Linked DNA regions of Hordeum vulgare: region 2 is linked to region 1. The links are chromatin contacts, called in public Hi-C maps. All regions are on one chromosome and are shown on one strand. The core of a region is the stretch at or near the end of the contact, and the rest is flanking DNA. Distances in the headings are between cores, read along the strand shown.

Evidence for each region. Hi-C and Micro-C count contacts between places; a contact is called where the count stands out from the background.
Region 2: a Hi-C map of leaf shows a contact between it and region 1, with 4 times the contacts expected there. The contact joins two enhancer-like sites. A contact is called at or near these places in 2 of 6 Hi-C or Micro-C datasets (leaf and seedling).

What each region holds. Positions count from the first base shown.
Region 1 is chr4H:559,758,273-559,764,282 of MorexV3_pseudomolecules_assembly, reverse strand. No RefSeq gene overlaps it. Among protein-coding and RNA genes, the nearest start is that of LOC123447029, 58 kb to the right of the region's middle. Within about 2 kb of position 2,057, at least 3 of the 3 cell types and tissues checked have open chromatin away from gene starts, as enhancers often do. A contact at or near this core is called in leaf and seedling, where this site is marked.
Region 2 is chr4H:559,973,974-559,980,353 of MorexV3_pseudomolecules_assembly, reverse strand. No RefSeq gene overlaps it. Among protein-coding and RNA genes, the nearest start is that of LOC123449510, 48 kb to the right of the region's middle. Within about 2 kb of position 4,928, at least 3 of the 3 cell types and tissues checked have open chromatin away from gene starts, as enhancers often do. A contact at or near this core is called in leaf and seedling, where this site is marked.

The sequences.
Region 1 (6,010 bases), core at 808-3,307:
GGTAAATTGCTTACTATAGCAAAAGGGCCCGTGCGTTGCAACGGAAGAAAAAAAAATTATAATCTCCAATGATGATGATCACATTACGTTCACACATCATCACTTGATTTTGAAATTTTATACATAAATGCAAGAAAATATTTCTTCTTTTAAATTTATTCACAAGTTGAAGCAAGCTTTACATTTTTTTTAAAAAATATCATGTTTGTAAAAAATCTTGGCAATTGAAAGAATTGTTCTGAATTTCAAGAATATTTTATAGAAAACATACAATAATAATCCAATCCACCCGGCACAAACATTTACAAAAAATCATGTTTTTTTATTTTAAACGGGTTTTAAGTATTTTATTTTCTCCACACTTGAACAATTCTAGCATAGACGAATATATTTTCTGAAATTGGAGGATTTTTTTTAAATTCACGAACATTTTCTGAAGCGCATGAAATTTTTCTGAATAAACAAACATTTTTATAAATCAGTAATCTATTTTCTAAATTCACGGACATTGTTTTTAATATGTGAAAATTAAAGGTATTTACACCTCAGAGAAGCATCGGAGGAACAAAATAGAAGTATATCGCAGGACTAACAATTTGATGGCCTAAATGATTCACAATGTTAAAAAAATCATGCATGATGATTCACATCAGTAACTTGCGTGCAACGGGACATACGTACGTATAATATCGTAAAAGTTAGGGTTTTTTCTGTAAAATGCGGACAAAACGGATTGCGGGTTGATTTCATGAAAACATAAGGGTCTTTCTGCAAGACAACAAAAAAACGGTTCGTGCTTGTCACTTATATCCGGACTGTGGGTTGATTTGTGAAAAACGCAAGGGTTTTTCTGCAAAATGGCCGACGACGCACGGCAGAAACACTAAGCGCTTTATTATTAGGGGAGACTAGGTATAAATTTCGATCTCCTAATTTCACCCTTTCATCTAAAAGCACAGAGGTCCTCAATCTCTCGAGAGATGTTTCTTTCCTTGTTAGAGAACAAATCAACCTTTACCTTATCAAGGAGGGAATCGCTCAAACCTGTTTCTGTGTGGATCTCAAATCCTTCCAGATGCGAGGGTTTCACCTTCCCCCTTGGTTCCTCCAGAGTCGACAAGAGAATCGTCATGGACTCCTTGCACTTGTCCGATCAATCCGTCACATAGGACGCGGTGCTATCCCAGACCACCTTTTTTCTTTTCTTCATTTTTTCTTCTCTTTCCCTCTCTTCCTCTCCACCAATAAGGAAAAAATTAAGATAAATGTTGACTGAAAGGACAAACTTGTAAACAATACACAACGAAGACCAGATCTAAATAAATCCACCAAAGACTAACATCAATTGAATCCCGCAAGATCCGACAAAGACACACCACCACACCCCCTCCGATGATGCTACACGCATCATCAGACGGGGATCAGACATGAGGGACATCGTTTCTCGCAGGAGACATCATCGACTCCACACAATCCTAACCAAGACGTCGAATGAGTGGTCGTTCGCACCTCCATGGCCCAAAGGCCATGGGAGGCGAGGAAGACCGCGGAGCCACCGATGGGAGAAGGGAAAATCCTAGTCGCCTAAGAGTAGTTTGTTGCGGAGGAGGAAAGGATACGTTCATTGTTTACACCCAGATTTTGTTACTCAACAATATAATGTTTTACATAGCCTGGGGCTCCAAAAGCCAACCATAACGACTTGGAACAAGCTGTAGCGACTTTCGAGCTATATTATGGTCATCCTGATTAGACTATCTTTCTTCTTGCTTGAACATTTCGTGTGTGAATAATTATTTCCATAAAGTTGTCGATCCAGATATGATACTGCTTTTGATTTTTTTTTTGTCCTAAAGTTTAGAAGTGTTATAACCGTGCATCTTTTCGGCCATCTCAAGTAACTATCGTTTTTAATTGTTGGAACTGCATTATTGGGTGTTTGCGGCTGTTAGGGTTCTAAACTCCGCATGGGCTACATTAGCAAACAGAGGAGTGCTACATGGGCTGGGCTGCTACTCCCGTAAAGAAATCAGAATACTTGCATTGTACGGGCCTTAGATCGCACGATTCCGCACGATGACCGCCGCTGTCGGCCTCTCTGTGCCTGCTTGGAGGCCCAACTACTTACCAACCCACCTGAAAAACAGGGTCCTCCTATATGTCGCAGCCTGAAACGAATTGACGTCGATTCGCATAACGGTCATTTTACTCGCACAATGTACGTGCCCCGAGTGGGCTGGCCCATTGGCGATGTTGGGCGAGCACATCATATTGATGTGAAGTAAAGTCACAAAAATGCATAGAGGATGGAACCCAATACTCACGCTCGTGAAAGGGTATTTGATAGCTAACGGAGTTAGCGAGTGCACGTTATCAAACCAGCGCAAAATTATAAGAAAAACTAGCGACACATTTGAAAACTTTTTAAGATAAGTTTGGAAAATTCCTTGGAAATTGTAAAGGATGTTTAAAAGATAAAAAAGTTTGAAAATAAAAAAACTTACTGAACATGGATTTCTTTGAATGCATGAACAATTTTTGAAAAATGAAGACTTTTTCAAGTTGTGAACAAGTTTGAAATTATGATTTTATGAATTTCTAATATCTTTGTACAAGCAAAATAACTTTTGAAAATTCGAAGTTTTCTGAAAAAGCACAAATAATTTTAAAAAAATGAGTTTTCTTGAAAAAGAGTGAATAATTTTGACACATCAAATAAAATTGCGAGTTTTTTTTTATTTTTTTGAACATTTTCTGAAAACATTTTTTTTCTGAACATTCCTATACATTTTCAAAACTATGACAATTTTTTTAACTTCGGTGAATTATTTATTGGTAAAAAAAATAATTTAAATACCATGGTATTTTTAAAAACCAAGAAATCTTTTTGAAATTCAAAAATGGTTTAAGGCTTTTTTTTGAATTGTGATTTTTTTTTTGAAAAATAGGATCACTTTTTTGAATTCTTTACAATATTGAAAATTCGAAGCATTTTGAGAAAAATAATGATAAAATGGAAAAAGGGGAAACTAAAATAAAAACTAGAAACTACAAAAAAACCAACCTTCTAGATGGTTTGCAAAACTGGCGAGGAACCTTTTAGAAAGTTCCCAAAAGCGGAATCCGCAGAATACTTTGCGGGCCGGCCCATACCTCTTGCTCTCCCTCACTGTACGCTTAAGGCGCTGAATAGAAGCTCCGCCCGAACATCTTCCCGGTGCTTATGTACCCCGTGTCGTGGGCTGGCCTAATATGAATGCGAGCGCTTATCCGTTCGTGCATGAGAAAATGTTGAGCGGTCTCACAAAATCACTAATTAAGAAATATATGTTTTAAAGATCACACACACCTTTTCAAGTTACAACAAGTGGCACACTGAATGCGTGTCACTTGTTGCAACCTTACAGTTTTCACTTTTTTCGTAGATGCGTATTTTTAAAATGTTTTATCTTCTAAACCGTGCATTCAAATGTCAAACTGTTTTCACCGTTGGATTTCTCGCGTTGAGATATTCAAATCTAGATCCTATGTCGATAGATTTTGACGGACTTCTTTTACGAAAAAAACCGTGTCACTCGTGATAGGAAAAACCAGAAAACAGGTTCTTCCCCCTTCAAAGAGGCACGACCGTGCCTCTCACAAAGGTAAAATTATGCCTCTCACGAAAAACGTGTTTTCCTTTCCGAAAGGCACGGGCGTGCCTCTCACGAAGGCCAAACCGTGCCTCTCGCGAAAAAATGGGAAAACACATTGTTTTCCTTTCCAAGAGGAACGGTCGTACCTCTCGTGAAGGTAAAATCGTGCCTCTCGCGAAAGACAAATCATGCCTCTCGCGAAGGTAAAACCGTGTCTCTCGCAGAAACAAAACAAAAAACATATTTTTCGTGAAAAAAATCTGATTTTTTCGTCAAAAAGCTAAGAAAGACCGATGAAAAACCAGAACATCAAGTTTAAAAAAAACTTAAAAGCCAAAAACGCGTGCAAAATATAAAATAAAAACAAAATTCAAAGGAAGCGCTCGGCGGCACGGCGTTTTCTCTGGCCGCGTCGCGTATCTCAAAAGTCCGACCTCCCTTGGCGGCGGACGGGCATATCTAAGGATGTCTTTAGCTGAGGCGGGTGGCGGCGGTAGTTGGCCGAGGTGGGGCGCTCGCGCTCGAGGCCGCGCCGCCTCTGCCTTCTTCCGGTGGGCACACAACTGCGGATGTGCCCTGGAGGGCCCCGATCTGGGTTCTTCCGAGCCTGACGCGGGCTGGTGAGGCTGGGAAGGCGGATCTGCGCCTTCCTGCCTGTGCGGTGGAGTCCCACGCGGGGGCTCGCGCAGTGGCGGCTGCGGGCGGGCGGGCATGCCCTATCCGGGCATGTTCAGGCATGCGTTGGTGCTTACGGTCCGGCGGTGAAAGGTGCAAGGGTGCTGGGGCTGCGTGGAGTTGGGTGCGGTGTGGTCGGCTCTTGGTAGTGTGGTTGCGTGTGGATTCTCCAGATGAAAATCTTGCTTGATGCCGGTTATGGCAACATCTGCGGATGATGTTTCCCTTCTTGAAGGCATCACCGAGGAGATCCACCGTCTTCTGCCTTTGTGATCCTTTCTCCGGGTGAATACCTAGATCCGCCTTGTCGGATCGACAATGGGGTATGCTTGGCTGCCTTACTTTGTTGGAAGCATTGTTTTGGAGAGGTTCCAGGTGAAGCACACTTGGTTAGAGGTGGTGTGGATGGTCGGGCTTTGGCACTTGCCCAAGGATGACTGTTGCACGGTGGTGTTGGCAGCATGAACACACTTGACATGAAGTGTAAGTCGGACAAGTTTATTCGTCCTCCTCTCAGGATTGGAGCGGCACATGTTTGCCTCCTTTCGTACATGTCTTCTTGCTCTGAGGTCGATGAAGTTGAAGAACACACTTGTGGCAAACATGCTCGATGCGGGTGTCCTTCAATGTTCTTGCAGTGAAGTCGAAGTCGTCAGGTCGCAAGCGCGATGGATGATATACGATGACACTACAATGAGTGCAGTGTACTCCATTCTTCTAGTTTTGTTTTACCCGCGACCATATATGTCATGTGCGTCATATTCTACTTTAGCTAGGTGTGGTTGCCTATTGTAGAGGTTTTCGTCCAATTTCCTTCGATAAACCAAACAGTTCTCACCGTCGGCGTACTTCTTCTGAATGAAATCTTAACAGCTCTCCTGCTAACTTTTAAAAAAATTATACCAACTTTACTACAAAGTTGTATTAAGGTTGAGACACTTATTTTAACATATTAGAAGTATTAAATAAAAATATAAATTTCAAAACTAATGTTCATAGGTTTCAGAACAAATCAGAGGTTCAAGAAAACTTAACAGATTTAAAACAAGTTCATGAACTCAAACATTTCTCGAGCTCAAAAGAAGTTCACGGGATTAAAAAAAATCCACCATTTTAAGAAAGTCCTGGAATTTGAAAAGGTTCACAAGTTCCAAAAAATGTGGTATTCCAAAAAACCTTGTGGATTTGTAGAAAGTTCATGAACTCAAAAATTTGCTGATTTCAAAAAAAGTTCGTAGGATTTAAAAAAATCCTATCTCAAAAAAAGTTCATAAAATTTGAAAAGAGTTCGGGAAGTATGGAAAAATATCACGAATATGATTTTTTTTGTCAATTTGTCTTAAAAATCACGAGTTTGAAAAAGTTTCTAAATTTCCAAAAATAAGTTCACGAATTTAAAGAATTTGTGATGAAAATATGTTCACAAATTTGAAAAAGTTCATAGATTTATAAAAATTAATTTTCAAGATTTTTATAAAAAACAGTCAATTTCTATTAAAAAGTTCATCAAATTGAAATATTTTGTGTATTTATATATTTTTTTGCAAGAAAGTATCAAATTTGAAAAGGTTCACGTATTTTACAATAAAAATAAGAAAATCTAGAAAATGTAAGGAAATAAACTAGACCGTGTGCGCATATAAATGAAATAAGAAAAGCAAATATGCACACGACGTTGGCTATCCTAGTTGGTTACTTGG
Region 2 (6,380 bases), core at 3,679-6,178, 210 kb before region 1:
TTCAAATATTCTAAAGGTATATGTTAGAAATATATAATTTACATAATGTTTTTTAAAATGTTAATCATATATTCAAAAAATATTACTTGTGTATAGAAAAATGTTGACTGTCTATATAAATATGTATACGAAATATATTCAATTTGTGTGAAAACAGTTGATTGTGTACTTCAAAAAGGTAATCAAACATAAAAAAGTTAAAAAAGTACTTGAAAACTGTTAGTTATGTTTTTGAAAAAGTTAAAGTAATGCGTATAGAATAATGTTGACCATGTATTCAAAAAAAAAAAATTCTATTTAAAACAAAAATGTTGATCAAGCATTTGATAGATGTAAATGTATATAGAAATTGTCTATCATGTATTAAAAAATGTTAATCTTGCACTTGAAAATGTTAACCAAGCATTTGAAAAATAATTTTAAATGTCTATAAAAGATGTTCACCATGTATTGAAAAATAGTTATCTTATTTTGAAAAAACAATTAGGCATTCAATAATCTACAAAATATGTATAGGTAACTATTGACCATGTATTCACAAAATATTTAACCTGGATTTCAAAATTTTAAACGTGTATTGGAAATTTGTTCTTGACTATACAGGAAATGTAGAACGAAAGAGAAAAGAAACATTAAACATGTGTTGAAGAAAAAATGATGAAAATCTAGAAAGAAACATAAAGAAAACAAAGAAAACCAAGAAAAGAAAAGTAAAAAACGACAAAACCAGTGCAATTAAATAAAACAAAACGAAAATAAAGACAACCGAGAAAGAAACTAGGAAAACAGAAAAGAAAGCAACAGGAAAAAAAAGTGAAAATGGCGAAGAACCAAAAAATAAAATAAAAACCAAAGAAAACCAGGAAGAAACAAAGGAAATCGCTAGGAAAAAAAACAAAAAAAAACAAGTCAAACGAACCAACCGTTGCCGCGAGATATCGAGGGAGCTATATTAAAAAAAATGAAATAATCCGCGCTAACCTAGTTTACATCGGGGAAAGAAAATGCTTCGAAATATACTTGCTACGGCTATTGCGTGACCTAGCTTCGGTCAAGAATACATGCCTTGAGTGGCCTTTTGATCTTCCATCCTAGCAAAATGAAGTTGATCGTATGCATGTGTTAATGGTGTCGTGGAGGAGTTGGCATGTATGTAATGAAATGGTACCATGTTCATTTTTGTATATAAGGAGTATCATGCATGCCAACTAGGCTTATTTGATGATGTGACACACCATTAAATGAGGAAAGAGAGGATATTGTATCATATTACGATACCGTGTTATATCAAATGTTGTATTACTTTGTATCATGCATGATAATTAATAAGACAACTTAGGCCTTCCGTAATGCATTGTCTCTTAGCGCGGTATCCTAGGTAGTATACGATCGTTAGATACAACCATCCTAATGTATTGTATGTTAAGTGTCGTATCTTAGTAAGCATGTATTTAATGATTTTGGCCTCATACTAATATGTGATTGGTCTAACAAGTTATTTTGCCTATGATACCGTGCAAGAGCCGTATCCTAAATAAGATACAACAACCTCCTCTTTCCTCAATAAATATAGTGTCACGTCAGCATTTTGCCTATGATATTGTGCCAAGATACTACCATTACGGAAGGCCTTAGATACTCCCTCCGTCACGGTTTAGAAGGCACGCTAATTGGAAAAATCTCTGGGATCAAGGTAGTCATCGATTAGTTGTGAGATGTAGCAGGTGTAAATGCTAATGTGTCTAATCAACTAAAAAAATACTACTACCTCCGTCCCGGTGTATAAGTCATTCGCGTAGTTCTAGGTCGACAATTTAACTATCTAAATATGTATTATATGTGATAAAAAATATATATTTAGAAACTACATCCGTGTAGAAATCTAGTGATATGATTTTCATGACATATAACACATATTTAATACCTCAAAACGATGACCTAAAACTACGCGAATGACTTATACACCGGGACGGAGGGAGTAGTACTAATGTGAGAGCAGCAAATTGAGAGAGCGCATGCATGAGTAGTACTAGTACTAATTAATAGGAGTAATTGCTTTCGCGCCTTAAACCTAGTCTATTTTGGAACCGCACGCAAGTTTAAATGTGCCCTCTAAACCGTGACGGAGGGAGTACTAACTTATGATACTACTATATATATATTACGGAAGTAGTATCATACATTTGTATCATATGCATGATACTAGTATATGATACTCTCTATTACGGACAGGCTAAGGTTACAAACCCACTTTACATGTATTAAGGTAAAAATTAATGCTGGTTTAAGCCAATGTTCACAGCTAGCTTTAGTTCTTGTTGGATGAGTTAATTAATGTGATTTTTTGTCCAACCCACAACACAGCCAACCCTCTCACTCCTCATTGGGCGATTAATACAGCACTTGTGCAAACCAACCTTCTCATCCTCGCATGCATGCAAATGATATTAATGTCCTTGATTGCTGGTATGATCCAAACCCCATCATTTTTACCTTGATTAATGTTAATTGCCTTATATAGCTGCAAATTATAATTTTTGTAATGGATTTGTATTAAAAAAAATGGAGAGAATACACCATAAGCTACCACCTACAACTGAAGCCTGTTGCAGATTTCTAATCAGCTATGCCGAGTCACTTCGATGACTCAACCATTTTGCAACAGCAGATATCATCAAACGGGAGGGTTTAAGCCTTGCTCTATAATGGTCTACTTACCCAATGAATATCGAGATGGACTGCATGGATGCGGTCAAGTTGATCAATTCGTCCGCCGCTGACAGATAGTCACATACATAGAATGATAGTTCAGGATATTAAGAGGATCTTTGATGAAAGGGATATCTCTATTGCTCATGTAAGTCAAAACCAAACCCTCTGTTAGCCACACCCTTGCTGCTTCCGGCCGATCCAATTTGGTTGCGATCTAGACCTGCAGCCGTTCATCTGCTTTGTAGTAGGAACGAATTCTTCAATAGTTGAGCAATGAAGTCCCTTTTACCCCGTAGAAAAATAAGCTGAGATATGGTCTAAAAAATTTGAGATATGGTCTTCGCGCGCAGGAGCAGCCAAGATTCTGGCGGTGTCGCTACTGTCTGCACGGGAACAAGTAGCGTCTGGTGGTAGGCTCGCCGTCGCCGTGCTAGAAGAGGAGCCTATACAGATGGGCGTATGAGCGCACGAGGACGGACACGGCCGCGACCCCATCTCGAGCCGTGCGAAACTGTCAGGTCTATCCAGTACTACCCAGTCCTCATCAACACACCGAAACGCAAATGCCCAGAGGCCAGAGTGATGGATAGATTCAGGCTCGTAGTAAAGAACTGTGTATCGGCCAGCAGAACGCATGGATGCAGTAATGATAAAGCTAGTGCTGCCGGGTGACCAAGTCAAGTCTTAACCCTAATCGCTGTTGCTGGCGCGCATCGATCCAAATTAGCTCACGGTGAGAGAGGAGGAGACTGGATCCGTGATTACCCGGGAATTAAGGGAGTAGACGCTGCCACCTTTTCCGTCCCGCAGGCATCGCATGCATGCACCGCAGGCAGGGCCACCTGACCGGCACCAGATTCTCAAAACAAAAGGGTTGTTTTCGACTCTTTGCAATGCCATCTCGAAAAAGTGTTCCGTCCCGTTTTATAAATAAAACAACAAAGCACATATAAAAAAGCATACAATTCAACACCGCACGCATCCAAGGCAGATAAAGGGGCTGACGATATAGAATACTCCAAAACGGTGCTTATAGATGCCCAGGAAACTCGCTTAACCTGTTGATTATAGATGAGTAGCACTAGTAATGCACTAGAGTGCGTACAACTAACTAAGCTAAGCTAGCTATGGCTGGAAATGTGGAGAGTGCTAGATAGAGGAGGTGGTAGACATGCGCGCGTGATGATGATGTAATAGTCCGAGTCTCAAGGCAATCGATCGATGCATTTCTCTTTCTCTTTCTCGTGTGTGCCCTACGCAAGCTAAACTAGAAGCTAGCTTGCTGCTTTTTTAACGGGCAAGCTTGCTGATTCCTGCTTGATTGACAGCAATTTTGTATATATCAACAACCGGTCCTAAACTACCATTTTCATCTACGAGTGGGGTGATTCCTGCTTATCCAATCGCAAGCGAACATGTAGCGCGTACGTCGCTACGCGCCGCAAGTGGTTTCGCTTAACCACTACACACTTTCCGTTTTGTTTATCTTGTATAGAGTGTGCAAGTAGCAGTAGTTTACTGAGCTAGGTATCATGGAGCATGAACTGGTTCGTGGATGCATTGTTGGATCCGAGAAGTAATTCCCGGTTCCGATCCCCAACCCATTTGTAAGCCGAGACACCAGATCCAAATCCAAACCGGACCCCAAGAAAATGCATGGGTACACTATTCGTCTGGGAACGGGTCAGGCCTCGATCCCAAACGACACGTATACAGATAGAGAGGGACCATGGTTTCTCATGATAGAAACGTAGCACAGCTTGGATCATGATTACTACGTACTCCCAACGTCTTAAAATTCTTGTCTTAGATTTATCTAGATATAAATGCATCTAGTCATGTTTTACTATATTTATACATTTATTTTTAAACAAACTATAAAAATTATGGGACAGAGGGAGTGTTATTTTTCGAGCGGATTGGCTCGGTCCCAGAGAGAGCTCTGAAATGTAGATCTAACGTTTCTGGATCAGGCTGTTATTGATGACCCCGTGCAAAAGCCGCTGTTAGCGTGGATGCACGGCTCTTTTTTTTTTTTTTTTGCGGGGAGACGCACAGCTCTATCGGCACATGGATAATTTGTCACGCTCACACTGCATGCACACTGTCTTGGCCGCTGGACATTTTTGTACACAAATTTGCTATCCGGTTCCGTGCCTCGGTGGCACGTAGACGCGCACGATTTTAATTTTTAAAATATAAGTGGTCCTCTTTGCGCCAGGCCACCAACCATCTCATTTCGCATTGATCTGCACGGTTGGCCTAGTCCATACTCCAACCATGCAGAGTACTCTTCCTATTTTTAAATATAATTTTTTTTAGAGATTTCATTACGTTCGATACACGAAGTAAAATGAATGAATTTATATTTTAAAATATGTTTATAAATATTCACATGTAATTCATTAATGAAATTTTTAAAAAAACTTATATTTAAGAAGGAAGGTAGTACATTCGTGTATACATGTATGCTGTGGTCCTGTAGTACTGCTCGGTCGATCGATGGCATATACGGAGCAGCAATGAAATCGCTGCCAAGTTTGTACAGGAATGCGCCTCCAGATCGAGGGGGCTTGGCACAGGGACGCTGCCACGCCAGGGGAGGACTAGTTCTGGCGATCGTTTACCATGTCTACTCTGACAAGAAAAACTTGGCCCCATGACGCAGTGGCAATAGAAAAAACGCGTGCAGTTAGTTGGTACAGGAAGAAATTGGGGTTCGTGGATAGGGATATCGTAGAAAACAATACTATGTGCGTCGAGAAGGGTATAATATTGTTTCTGGAATAAGCGTACCATCACTGACTGTCACCGTTCCATAAACAAAAACACCGTCATGTACCACTCAATCAGAAGCTGATGGGAGACCTTGTCCAAAGAATGGGACACGTTAGAAAGGGAATATATACATTTAGATTAGGCCAAATGGAGCGGAGGGGGAGGGCCATGGCTTTTCTATCCAGAGTTTTAATCGCGACGGGGTTAGAAGGACTTCAGCAGCACACAGCAGCTAGCTAGTCCGTTTAAGAAATTCAGGAACTTGCAGAATTTAAGAATCACCGGGCTCAGAGCAGCGCAGTATTCTTTTCTCTTGAGCTGTCAGGAATAATGGAAACATCTGATTCTCTGTGGCTGCAACACTACTATAACGGAGATGTAATTGCCATGGGATGGGATGCATAGTTATCCGGTTAATTAGATCAGAGCAAGTCTAGCGTCTTGGCTTTCAAGGAGAGTTTGCTCCGGGATGAACAGAAAAGGTAATAGTAAAATCATTCAAGAAATTATTATCCTTTTGCCGATGTTCTGGTTAGTTTTTTTTAAAACGCGGAGTCCAATTCATTATCCTTCTCACTCACAATGAGTAACAAGCATAGGCACACTTGTTGGCGAACAGGACCGACCGTCGACATCAGAAGGACAAACTGCGCCTCAGCTCCGAACGCCATCATCATCGTCGCTACACAAGTCGCAACGCCAACTGTCATGGGAATTATCCTCACAATAGTACCTAGGGGTACGAACGAAGGAGCGAAGTCTAATTAGGCGCAACGGATGCACTCGGATGTACGAGTTCAGGCCCCACTCGGAAGTGGTAACATCCCTACGTCTCGAGCCCTGAGGCTGATGTTTTCTTATGGGGTAGGTAAGATTACAAGGTGATGAAC